Linked DNA regions of Mus musculus: regions 2 and 3 are each linked to region 1. A link is a contact called in public promoter capture Hi-C data. All regions are on one chromosome and are shown on one strand. Each heading gives the region's core, a stretch centred on a gene start, on an enhancer-like site or on the middle of the called end of the contact. The rest is flanking DNA. Distances are from core to core; before and after follow the strand shown. Region 1 has its middle 17 kb from the start of Foxo3. Region 2 overlaps Cep57l1 (centrosomal protein 57-like 1). Region 3 holds the start of Zbtb24 (zinc finger and BTB domain containing 24).

Region 1 (3,755 bases), core at 608-3,107:
CATAGAACTGAGCATTCGGGAGGTGGAGGCAGAAGGATCAAGTTCAAGGTCATCCTTCACTGCATAGCTAGTTCAGTACTGCTACTACTACTGCTGCTGCTGCTACTACTACTACTACTGCTACTACAATCAGTGTGAATTCCAAAGTGGATATTTCTGAGTGTGTTAGCTTGTACCTGTAACCTCAACACTCAGGGGAGTGAATCCAGAGGATTACTGAGAGTTCAAGGCCAGCTTAGGCTACATGATAAAACCCTGTCAATACACATATACATACATATATACACACATACATATACATTATGCATAAACACATACAAATATATACATATATACACACATACATACACACATATACAAACATACATATACATACATACATGCATACACACATACATAATATATACATACAGGCAGACATATACACACATACATATATTACGCATACACATACAGACATAATATACACACACACACACACACACACACACACATATATATATATATATACATGCATAATACATAATACATACACATAATACACACTCCTACATGAGTATTGATATGTAGAGTGGTGGGCAGTGAACCCCAGCAAGTCACTGGGCTGCCACAGCACTGTTTTTCTCTTCCCTGCCTTCATCTCCTTGTCTTTAGAGCAAGCTCGTCCTCCCAGCCACAAGATGGCAGGAGAAGATCAGAAATTCAAGCATAGTCTCTGCCTCTGATGAAACCTATCACAGTGCCCTGGCACCTAGTTAGAAAATACTTTTCTTTTCTTTCCTTTTCTCTCCTTTCCTTTTCTCTCTTTTCCTTTTCTCTCCTTTCCTTTTTCTCTCTTTTCCTTTCCTTTCCTTTCCTTTCCTTTCCCTTCCCTTCCTCTTCCTTTCTTTCTTTCTTTCTTTCTTTCTTCCTTCCTTCCTTCCTTCCTTCCTCCCTCCCTCTCTTCCTTCCTTCCTTCCTTCCTTCCTTCCTCCCTCCCTCCCTCTCTTCCTTCCTTCCTTCCTTCCTTCCTTCCTTCCTTCCTTCCTTCCTTCCTTCCTTTCTTCTCTAGTTTTCTTGGTAACAAGGTGCAGGCTAATGCAATCACACTTCCCAGTGTGATCTTGAAAGCTGCCAACAAGAAATGGGCACTGCGATTCTGTGCTCTTCTCCCTCTCTGCCTACAAAGTTGGGGCCCTGTTGTGGTCAGCCACACCGTGATAAAACCAGTGAGACTGAGCCCAGCAGATATAAGTGTTTCTAGAAAAGGGATGTCATGTGCCATGCTGCCTGTACCCATCATCTGCCACACATGCAGGTGTCTTGGATTCTTACTAGCAATAGACCTTGGGATGTGTGCCAAACATGTTTGGAATCCCAATGTCATTCCTAGTATGGTAAGCTAGTGTCCCCAGCTGGGTTACAAACATTCAGACAAAGCCAACCCTTGGCAGGTGCCAGTCAATTAAAATACTCATTTCCCCATGAGAAACACTGGAACCCAGGAAGTGTGGTTGAGATCTGAGTGGTTTCCACTGAGCCAGGCCCTCTTGGCCTCTCCCTGTTAGCTGGAAACAAGGCAGGATTGACCTAGAGGGCCTCGAGTTGTGGGTAAATAGAAGAAGCACTCGTTCATCTGAGGGAACCTTCATGGCATTGTGTGAAAATGATGGCTCCTTCATCCTGGTCCATTGGAAAGAATTTACCCCTCCTGAGTACGTCTGAGTGTCCCCATCAGGGCAGGTTAAGGGTCCTGTTTTAGAGGTGACTCATTGTACTAGAAGTTGCTGAGAAGCAGCTGCCTCTGGCCAGTCAGCCAACCAGCTGTGTGTGGGTGGGTGTGTGGGCTCGGGTAAGGTCACCCTCCCCAACGCACTTGTACTGTGGTTTCTTGGTGTCTTGAGCAATGTAATGGAACTGTATGTTTGAGCCTTCCTCAGAGGTCTTTCTGTTCCCTTCTGCCCCTCCCAGAGCTTCCTGGGTAGTGGCCAAGAGGTAGAAAACCAAAGGAGTAAGGCTTACCAGGACGGACACTAGAGATAAGGAGGTCAAGTGCTCAGTTGTTCTGGGGGTCACAGTGCTCCAGGGGCAACTGTGGTGCTCTCTCCGGTGGAGCAGAAAAGCCTGGATAGCAGTCTGAGCTGTGTCTGTGAGAGAGGCTTCTGGAATGGTCATCTTGAGCAAGCCTGGTGGTTTACAAGAAAGGGACTTAAGAGCGAAAGTGGAGACTTGCCTCTGGTATAATGCTTTGGAGTGCGCAAGGCATGTTCTGAAAGCTGCAATCACATGCAGGCACCCGCCGCTGCTTGGCAGCACAGACTGGTGGCCCTGCTGTGTGGCTGAATGCACACAGACATAACCCCTATGTTGGCCATTTTGCAAAGATCCAGGGGAGAGGTGGGGGCAGTGGCACTTGGCAGCAGCAAGGGTAGGGAGCACACAGCTAAGGGGTTACTGATGATACCCAGAGAGAGACGGATGTCAGACAGCATCTCTGGATGCTTCCAACCATGATCACAGCGGCCAGCGGCACTGAAGATTGAGGCTAATAGATGTAGTTGCAAAGCAGACCAACCCACCCTAGGTAATTGCAGGGCTCACACAGGCAAAACAGCTGGTCAAGTGCTTGCTGAGAGCTCCACTGGCCGACCCCACTTCACCTCCCAAGGTGGTTCTGAAGGTTGAGGCTCTCAGGAAAACAAGACCCCGACCGTGAGACTCAATTCATCCCTGGGGTGAGTCACTATTCAATCTTTTAAGAGTTATGCTAGATTAGTATGGAGAAGTGGAACTGGTTATAAAACCCAGAAGACATGTTGGGGTCTTCATAAAAGCACATCTGCTTCCAAGGGGGGATTCTGCCAGGTGTGCTGGTACATGCCTCTAGTCTTAGAACGTGGCGAGTGGAAGCAGGAGATGTCAAGTTAAAGCCAGCCTGGCCTATATAGTGAGACCCTGTCTCCAAACATCAAAATACCTAAATAGAGACTAAGAAGGTTCTTTTCCTATCTGGCTCATTCTTTTTGGTGAGAGTGGGCATGCTTCAGTCAAGGGGGACAGAGGAGGCTGGTACCTGTACCTCTAAGGTGCGATTTCTTGCCAGCAGGAGGTGTTGGCAGTTTTTCCTTAGCTTTGTTTCTAATGAAAAGGGAACAGGGGATGTAAGAACCGAGAGACTTGTGGGGCTGTGGTGGCGCATGCCTTTAATCCCAGCACTCAGGAGGCAGAGGCAGGCGGATTTCTGAGTTCAAGGCCAGCCTGGTCTACAGAGTGAGTTCCAGGACAGCCAGGGCTACACAGAGAAACCCTGCCTTGAAAAACAAAAACAAAAAAACACGAGAGACTTGACAGTCAGATAGAGAAACTGTCCTTTGGGAAAAATTTCCAAGTCTTTTACATATGAGGGTCCGTTTTGGTGTTAAAGGGTGCCCAGTACGCCAACAACATTGCCATTTTACTTTGTATCCACTGAGAGAAGGAAACAACCCATAATCATAGCTATAAACGGAACCAATGGCATCTTAAATGCCTTCATGGGTGAACGAGATGTTTTTCGTCTCAGCTGATGTTGGAGGACAGCGGCAGACCTTTTGTGATGGCTGCCCTAAACCCAGACGGAGAGAGCGGACTTAACCGAATCCTTAAGAAGTCTATCCTTAAGCAGGCTGAAGAGATGGCTCAGCGGTTAAGAGCACTGGCTGCTCTTCCAGAGGCCCTGAGTTCAATTCCCAGCAACCACACATGGTGGCTCACAACCATCTGTAATGGGATCCTAA
Region 2 (3,794 bases), core at 124-2,623, 540 kb after region 1:
TATGAAAATAACCAGCTCTTGAGACCAACTTCAGACCCGCATGCACTCCCATGTTTATCCCTGGCTTTACAATGAGTACACCTGTAGCTGTAAAGGGTTGCACCACTTGGCTCCCAGTGGGTCGAATGCATGCAGGCGCGTACACACACACACACATACACCATCTAATTTTTGACATGTGTGACTAGCTCAAAGGCTGGGCACTCCTAAACCTTCCCTTAATAGCAAATGACCTCCTGCAGTATTCCTGAGACTCCTAAACTTCCGCCTGTCACCCTAATCCCCGAATTGGCCACTTTCCTGCATTCTTACATGGCTTGTTGGCTTTCTCTCCTGCAGCTCTTATGTCCCATCCTTCTCCCCCAAGTCTTCCTTCTCCTCCCTCCCCCACCTCTCGCCCTAGCCCATGCAAATCTAAGGGTCTTGCCCCATATCCCTTTGCCCAGCCATTGGCCGCTGGTATCTTTATTAATCGATCAAAAACCAATCGGGGACAAGGACCTTCAGCATTTGGACATGCAGATTCCCAATTTGAGGACCAGGTTATTTCAAAGCATTGGAACCAATCCCCAATATAGACCTGTCCTGAGAACTTCCCATCACAGCCCTTGCTGTGTCTGAATTTGTGCCCAGCCTCCCACCCCCACCCCCAAGGTCTCCACCTAAAAGTTTGTTTTAATGGGGTTTGGGTATTGCAGAGACCTATCGGGAATGAGCATAAATCACCTTTGCAGAAGAGTCTTTTTTGTGTGTGACGTAGGAAGTCAGAGCAAGGGCTTTCACATGGTAGGAAGCACTCCACCATTGAGCGACATTCCCAGAATGATTTAAACATGAACTTCAAAGAATTCCTCAGTTCTATGAAATTAATTGAAAACCAAGAATTCTACAATAAGGCTCACTGGTGGAGTACCAGTTAGGGATGTGCAAGGCCTGGCTGTAATGCAAAAAATGAAGACATATGAAATGGAAATTCCAAGATGCACTGTGATCACACCTGTAATCCCTGCTCTCCGGAGGCTGAGGAGGGAGGCTCTTAAGTTCATGATCTGGGTGCTTTGAGCAAGACCCACTCACAAAAACGAAATCGCTGACCATAAATTAACCAGCCACTGCAAACAGGTAGCAGACCCCACACATGACAGAGATTGAGTTCTCAAATTATCAAAGAAAAGTAAGTTTGTCGAGAGACTTTTCTGTAAGAATATGCTGCTAGCAAGCTACTTTTAGAATGACGGCTTTGCTTCTGTTTACCATTCCAGAGGACAGAGCCCACCAAGGTCGGGGGGGCAAGGCGGCTGGAGCTTGAGGCCCACCCAGCAGTTAGGAACAGGAAGTAGAACAGGAAGTGTGGCTAGGCGCTCCTCTCAAAGCCCGCCCCCAGTGATTACCTCCTAAAAGTTAGAGCATTCTTGGCTTGCTGGAGAGTGAGTGACTGAGACTCAAACTCAGCAACCTCTAAGAAAGTGAAGTCATGTCCAGTGAGATTAGAGAAAAACCGTCCTGTTCCGCCTGCCTCTGCAGGGAGTTTGGCTGCGCTTCCCACAGAGCTGACTCAGACGCTGAGGCAGGTGCTGGGCTTCAAGGAAGCAGAGACGCCACTCCCAGAGTGGAAGTGCAGGCTGAGGTATGAGAAGGCCGAAGCTGACTTCTGGGCCCCCGGAAATCAGGAACAAAGTATTGGGGGTCCACAGGGCCTCAATGGGGCTGGGACTGGGGGCACCCAAACTCATGGGCATCTGGGTGTCACTGAGTCTCGAGGAGTTGGGAACAGAGTCAGGGGCCTGCGGGCTGAGGACAGCATCTAGTCTGGGGTGGGGACCAAGGGGAGCTCTGGTTTAACTCAGCAGTGATTGTCCTTAGCTTTGTGGTGGTTGTGGCTTGAAGCGCAGAGAAGCCTTCTACAGGAGAATTAAGCGCGGTAGTCAAATGCCTTCTTCATGGCTCCCCACGGCAGATCTTGATGAAAGAGACAGTCCACTGTTCTAAGCTGTTTATTGACGACTGCTCATCGTGGAAAATGGATACATACCGTACCATGCCAACTTCTCGGGTGGACCCGAGATTAAATACCTTTTGCTGGGAGATAGAATGTCTGGAAAGGGAAGCTTATTGGCTAAACCCTCAGGGCCTGTAGGTACTTCATTAGCATGGAGAACTCTGTTCTGTGCCTACATGACCACAGATCAAGCTTCCTTATGTGTCGAGTGCGACTTGTATTCCAGGCCTGGAATCTGGCAGGGAGCGGTGGAGTTGCCTAAATCTCAGGTATATGTCCACCAGGTCTCTGGGTCTCAGACCCACTCTACCTTACCAAGCTTCTTGTCATGGTTTTACCATCCCACAGAGAAGCAATAGTCAAAATCAGTGACAGCTGGGACATTTCTCACACTGATGTAGGAAGGTTTTAGAAGATAAATAAATCCCAAATAGGGCTATGGAAAAAGAGAGTCACACCTAAACACACCATGACAGTTACTGCAAAGCTACAATAGTCCCCAGAGAGACAGCCAGCCAGCCATGCTGGGAAGGTGGAAGATAGAGAGAGCATCATAGTGCTTCCAACCCAGAACCAGACAGCAGCGTTACCTTTCTTCTTAAGACTGCTCAAGACTTACATTATTTTCCATTTGTATGTATGTGTGTATGTACAGGAATGTAGGTGGAGGCCATAGAGGCCAGAAGAACATAGCTGATCCCATGGACTTAGAGTTCCAGGGGGTTGGGAGCCATCTGATGTTTAAGTGCTGGGAACAGAACTCAGATCTTTTGCAGTACAGCAAGTGCTCTTAAAAGCTGAGCCATCTCTCCAGCTCCTGCACAATTAACTTTTAAAAGAATGTAAGAGAGATATTATGATGCAAAAATTAATAAAATTTGCCCTAATGCTAACTAATCTGGACTTTAAGATGCAGACTTTATGAAGGAGGAATGTAGATGCAGCAAGGAATGGTGAGGAGGCACGGTGGCTGGGCTTGGAGTGACAGGAAGCCGGCCCCGTCATGGAGGTGCAGTGTTCAGAGTATTCTTGGGACCAGCCACCACAGAAGGGAGGGAGGGAGGGAGGGAAGCAAGCAAGCAAGCAGGAAATGTGAATTTCAGAGTGGAGTGAAGTGTCAGGAAAGATTTCACAGGTCCCCCTGGGTTCTGGAGCTGAGGCTGTCCTTCAGGTACGTTATGTTAACGTTATGCTCATGTTATGTTGGAGCAAGAGGGGCCTGATACAGAGTCCCCAGAGCAGACAAGGCAACAATGGAAACAAATGCCATAAATGCCAAGTTGTTTAAGTGAAAAATGTATAAGTCCATTTATGTAAAGTTTAAAATCCATGAATACCAATACAGTAAAGGTGTGTGCCAGTGTACTACAGTGTTCCTTTAGCTATATGTATTGTATACAATTTTACTTTTATGTGTATGGGTTTGCCTGTGTGTATGTCTGTACACCATGTGTGTACCTGGTATCCTCAGAGGCCAGACGAGGGAGTCAGAGCCCTGGAGCTGTGGTTACAGTTCCCTGTCATGTGGATTCCGGGACCTGAACCCAGGTCTCTGAAAAAGCAGTCAGTGCTCTTAACTGCTGAGCCATCTCTATAGCCCTGTAAGCACAAATTGTGTCTTATAAAATCAAATTCTAAGATACTAAGAAGAAACCTGTTGATTACTCTTGTTTTCTTTTTGTGGTAGGGTCTTGATGCATAGCCCGCACTGACTTAAAAGTCACAATGCTATTACAGAAGAACTAAGTTTAGTTCCTAGAACCCACATCAGGCCGCACACAGCCATCTGTGTATC
Region 3 (3,867 bases), core at 687-3,186, 840 kb after region 1:
ACTGCTTAGTGAATCAGGCTTGAAGGGTCATGGGTGAGCCTGCACAGAGGGAGACCATCTCCTCATCTGCACACTGGAGATAGTACCTACTGTGAGGTGACAACGAGACCTAAACACAACACGAAGGCTTTATTGCCATGTCTACCATGTAGAAACAACACAACCGTCCCAACCACAATTCCAAACTCCCCAACCAATCGCACCACGTCTGGAAATCGAAGTTACCCGTGTGGCGTCTCTGGTGGATTGCTAAGAAGTGACTATATTTAAAGACTCTGTCGCAGTCTTTACACCGGGCCTCGGGACCGCTGGAGCGCTTTTTTCTTCCACATAGCCTCTTGGCAGTACTCTGGTCATCTTCATCTCCAAGAAGCTTGTAGTCTTTGAGCTTGACAGACCTGCGGATTCTCCGCCTGCTGCACCTACTCTGGCTCTCCTGTCCATCCCCAGCCTTGGGGTCAAAGTTCTCGTCCTTTTCAGCAGGCACCTCCTCCACGCTTCCTGGCTCACCAGCAGGCTCTGATTCCTTGTCTTCTGGAGTCTGCTCACTCAGCTTGACACTGTCTTCTTCTTTAAACACAAAGTTTTGTCTATTCTGAACTGAATTGTTCACTCTCAGCTGCAGCTCTCCCTCTGCAGCCAGTTCTGATCTCCCTTCCTGCAAACCATTGGCTTTTCTTGGTCTTCCCCGTTTCCGTTTCAGAGGATCGTTCTTCTTATTGGAAATAACCACCACTGGCGTCCCAGTGCAGTTCAAAGCTGGTGGCTTTGGGGCGCTATGGTTATCCTGGAAGTCTGCGTATGCCTTTACCAGGTCATAGACTTTTAAGAACTGAGCAGTAGCCAGGATCTGCTCTGTCGTTTTCTCACTGGCATGTAGATAACCTGTATAGATAAATTCCAGCAGGATGCCAAAGGTGTCTGCAACCATGCCTTCCAGCATGTAGATAGACTGGCCAATCTCGCCCTCTTCCGCAAACATCATTGAGAAATACTCGCTACTGGCGGCCAGCAAGGCTTTATGGGCTCGGAAATGCACATTCTCCACGATTAAAGTAATATCACAAAGAAAGCCCTTCTTCCTTTGATCCTCCAGACTGGCCAGCACAGTGTCACTGTGAGTGTCTGAGTGTACCATAAGCTGCCCACAAGGCTCCGGGGTTGTGTCTGCCATTTTCTCCAGAAGACTCTGAAGAGGCTTAAATCTGAAATAAAAAATCAATGTTTATTTAGGAAGAAGTATTGCCTAACTAGACTGTTCGTGTTCCAGCTGTCACAACCCAGTTTTTTTTTTTTTTTTTTTTTTTTTTTTACATTATCACCTTCTACACTCTACTTGGAAAGCCAAGCCTTGGGTTCCTCCCCTTGTTGCGGCTACCCTGCTGGATGCCTCTCCAGTACCCACATAACCTCTTACGGTGGGGAATTTCCTCTGGAAATTAGAGAACGGGTTCAAAAGTCTGTACGGCCCTCCGGTCCGTTAACTTTGTAATTAAACTTTCAAAGTGTGGCGGCACAAAGTTGGAGTTGGGGGTGTGCTGCCTCGATGCTACACACGGAATAGCTGTTTCGACTATAGGAACATATATGAGAAATATGGGAACGAACCCACGCAAGGGAGATCTACGGTGAAATAACGCGCGGATTCAGAGGCCCCGCTCTGAGCAGCGGCGCCCGGAGCTCCGTCCCAGGCCTGGGGCCTGAGTCCCGCGGACGTTCCGCGGCCCAAGGCCCCGGGCCGAACCAACCGGCCGCGGACCTACCTGTCAGGGCCGCCCCGCAGGGACTTGCTACGGTCAGCCCACCCGGCTGCCCAGAGGGCACTAACCGGGCCTGTCGCCGGTCCCCGCCCCCGCCACCACTACGCTGTAGCTCCGGACTCCCGGCGTCTGTCAACCCGGAAGCGCGCACAAGGGCCGTAGCATCACGTGACCCCGGAGCCCCGCCCCGAGGGCGGGCTTTGCTGTGGAATCCGGAAAGGGAGGGTCTGGTGCGGAAACCTGCCAATCTGCGGAAATTTACCTCCAGTTACCCCGCTGAGTTTCCTTTAGACCTCAGTAGACACCACATCCGCTGATTAGATGCTGAGCATAAAGACGGCGGTGGCTTCAATCAGCAGATATTTACCTCCTGAATGAATCCTCTTCCTCGCTTTCCTTCCCAAGTTACTCATCCTCAGCTCTGTGTTTATCCATAAAATGGAGGTGTTAACCTACCTGGTACGGTTAGAATGAGCTTAGTAAGTGCTTGGCTTGGCTAAAAAGACCGAAACGACCGCTGTTTTTATTTAGATTTATGGCACTTCTGAGAGACTATTGAGGGTTTCAGTTGTCTCAGGACAGTGTCGCTCCCTCTGAGACCTATGGGTATGGGAGAGTTCTCTAAATAAAAACCTGGGTAGGATCTGCTGTGGCTCTGTGTTCCGGACCAATGCTCCTAAGTCCCGCTCAGATTCGTTCCGGACCTACTCCAACTGTGCCAGCAGCTTCCGCTCAGCGTTTATGCATCGCGTGTACCTAATTATCTCTACTTTGTCCACTTCCAGATTATAAATTTGCCATCTATATTGCCCACAATTTGGAAACTAAAGATGGAATTACCAGCCGGACTCTTTCTTTCTTACTAGTTTTTATTAAAAGTGTAAGACCCCCAAAGCTGGGCCTCCGCTCAAGTCCCGGGATGAGCTGGCCAGCACCCCAGTGTCCCGAGAGAAAACCACACCTGATGCAAACTGCAAGAGGTTTTATTATCAGCTAGCTGAGGACGAAGTGTCTCCCTAAGTGTCTCCGCATTAGAGATCAGGGAAAACAAGCTTGGGGAACGTCTAGGGGCTTTACCTTCCAGGGAGAAACGCTCTAAGTTGGGGTCTCACAAAAGCAGCTCATACCACACAGGTATGAGCTCTGTGGTTTCCCCCTTATCTTTACAGAGTTATCTAGTGCACTCTATCCAGAGCTCCCTCGAAATCGGTCAGATATGTGGGCGTCCGAGTGGGATGCCAGGAGAGCTTTGCTTGACTTCTGCACTCCAGAAGGAACAAGGGTGGTTGTGGGATTGGGGATTTTGTTCAGTGATAGAGCACTGGGTTCTGGATTCTGCCCTCAGCACCGAGAGGAAAATAATAATAATAATGATAATGATAATAATGATAAAAAGACAGAAAGAACAAGGGTCAGTCTTTCAACTTTGCTTTCACATAGGTTTTTGTTTGGTTTTCTGCTGAAAGAATTGCAGTAAAAACAATGCAATAAAAACTCCACAGAGCCAAAACTAGATCAAATTTATCGAATAAGCTGCTATTTAAAGGAGAAACTGGTTATCGGTAAGAGTGTCACTCGGAGCTGGTCACCAGGAACCACTCTGAGGAAGACTGTCAGAAAAGGCTGGTTGGACAAGGCTGAGGTGGCCAAACCAAATGTGAGATGCTCACAGCTAGATGTAGGTTAATATTAGGTGAAGATGTAGGTTAATAAAATGAAAGCCAACAAGATTTAAAATGCTCAAAATATTTATTACTTTGAAATTTGAAGAATTTAAAATGTCAGCTCATAGCAAAAATCTAGAGTGTTGAAGATATTGATGATAATATTATTAGAGCATAGATTATACCCTTTTATGAGTAAGATTGCTAATAGAGGAAATAGTGAAATAAATGGGTTATCCAGAATTTTTCCTCCTTCTTTTCCATATCTAATTTCCATTATTCTACCCCTTCCCACCTGAAAGAGACAGAGACAGAGAGAGAGAGAGAGAGAGAGAGAGAGAGAGAGAGAGAGAAATCAACAGAGCCTCCTGTCTCCTGGCCTCTGGATGGATTGGGTCTGTGGAGAACTTGACCCAGGAGAAAGGAGAAGGCTTATCATTAGC

The links. Promoter capture Hi-C pulls out the DNA fragments that hold promoters and counts their contacts.
Region 2: a contact with region 1 is called in a promoter capture Hi-C map of hematopoietic stem and progenitor cells, with 3 times the contacts expected there. The contact joins two enhancer-like sites. A contact is called at or near these places in 8 of 39 promoter capture datasets (the 3T3-L1 cell line, 3T3-L1-derived adipocytes, the HPC-7 cell line and 3 more), 1 of 15 datasets of contacts at CTCF or cohesin (large pre-B cells) and 1 of 9 other capture datasets (liver).
Region 3: a contact with region 1 is called in a promoter capture Hi-C map of the HPC-7 cell line, with 5 times the contacts expected there. The contact joins the promoter of Zbtb24 here to the enhancer-like site in region 1. A contact is called at or near these places in 6 of 39 promoter capture datasets (the 3T3-L1 cell line, 3T3-L1-derived adipocytes, the HPC-7 cell line and 2 more), 1 of 484 Hi-C or Micro-C datasets (cortical neurons), 1 of 115 datasets of contacts at active chromatin or transcription factors (embryonic stem cells) and 1 of 9 other capture datasets (liver).

The regions. Positions count from the first base shown.
Region 1 is chr10:42,292,148-42,295,902 of GRCm38.p6, reverse strand. No RefSeq gene overlaps it. Among named protein-coding and RNA genes, the nearest start is that of Foxo3, 17 kb to the right of the region's middle. Within about 2 kb of position 1,857, at least 46 of the 459 cell types and tissues checked have an H3K27ac peak or open chromatin away from gene starts, as enhancers often do. A contact at or near this core is called in the HPC-7 cell line and hematopoietic stem and progenitor cells, where this site is marked.
Region 2 is chr10:41,749,845-41,753,638 of GRCm38.p6, reverse strand. The region is part of intron 2 of Cep57l1 (centrosomal protein 57-like 1); the gene reads left to right. The region is part of intron 1 of BC048559 (cDNA sequence BC048559); the gene reads right to left. Among named protein-coding and RNA genes, the nearest start is that of BC048559, 5.0 kb to the right of the region's middle. Within about 2 kb of position 1,373, at least 76 of the 459 cell types and tissues checked have an H3K27ac peak or open chromatin away from gene starts, as enhancers often do. A contact at or near this core is called in hematopoietic stem and progenitor cells, where this site is marked.
Region 3 is chr10:41,448,427-41,452,293 of GRCm38.p6, reverse strand. It overlaps Zbtb24 (zinc finger and BTB domain containing 24), which reads right to left and starts at 1,936. Exons shown (of 7, transcript NM_153398.3): 1 at 1,764-1,936; 2 at 226-1,205. The coding sequence starts at 1,174.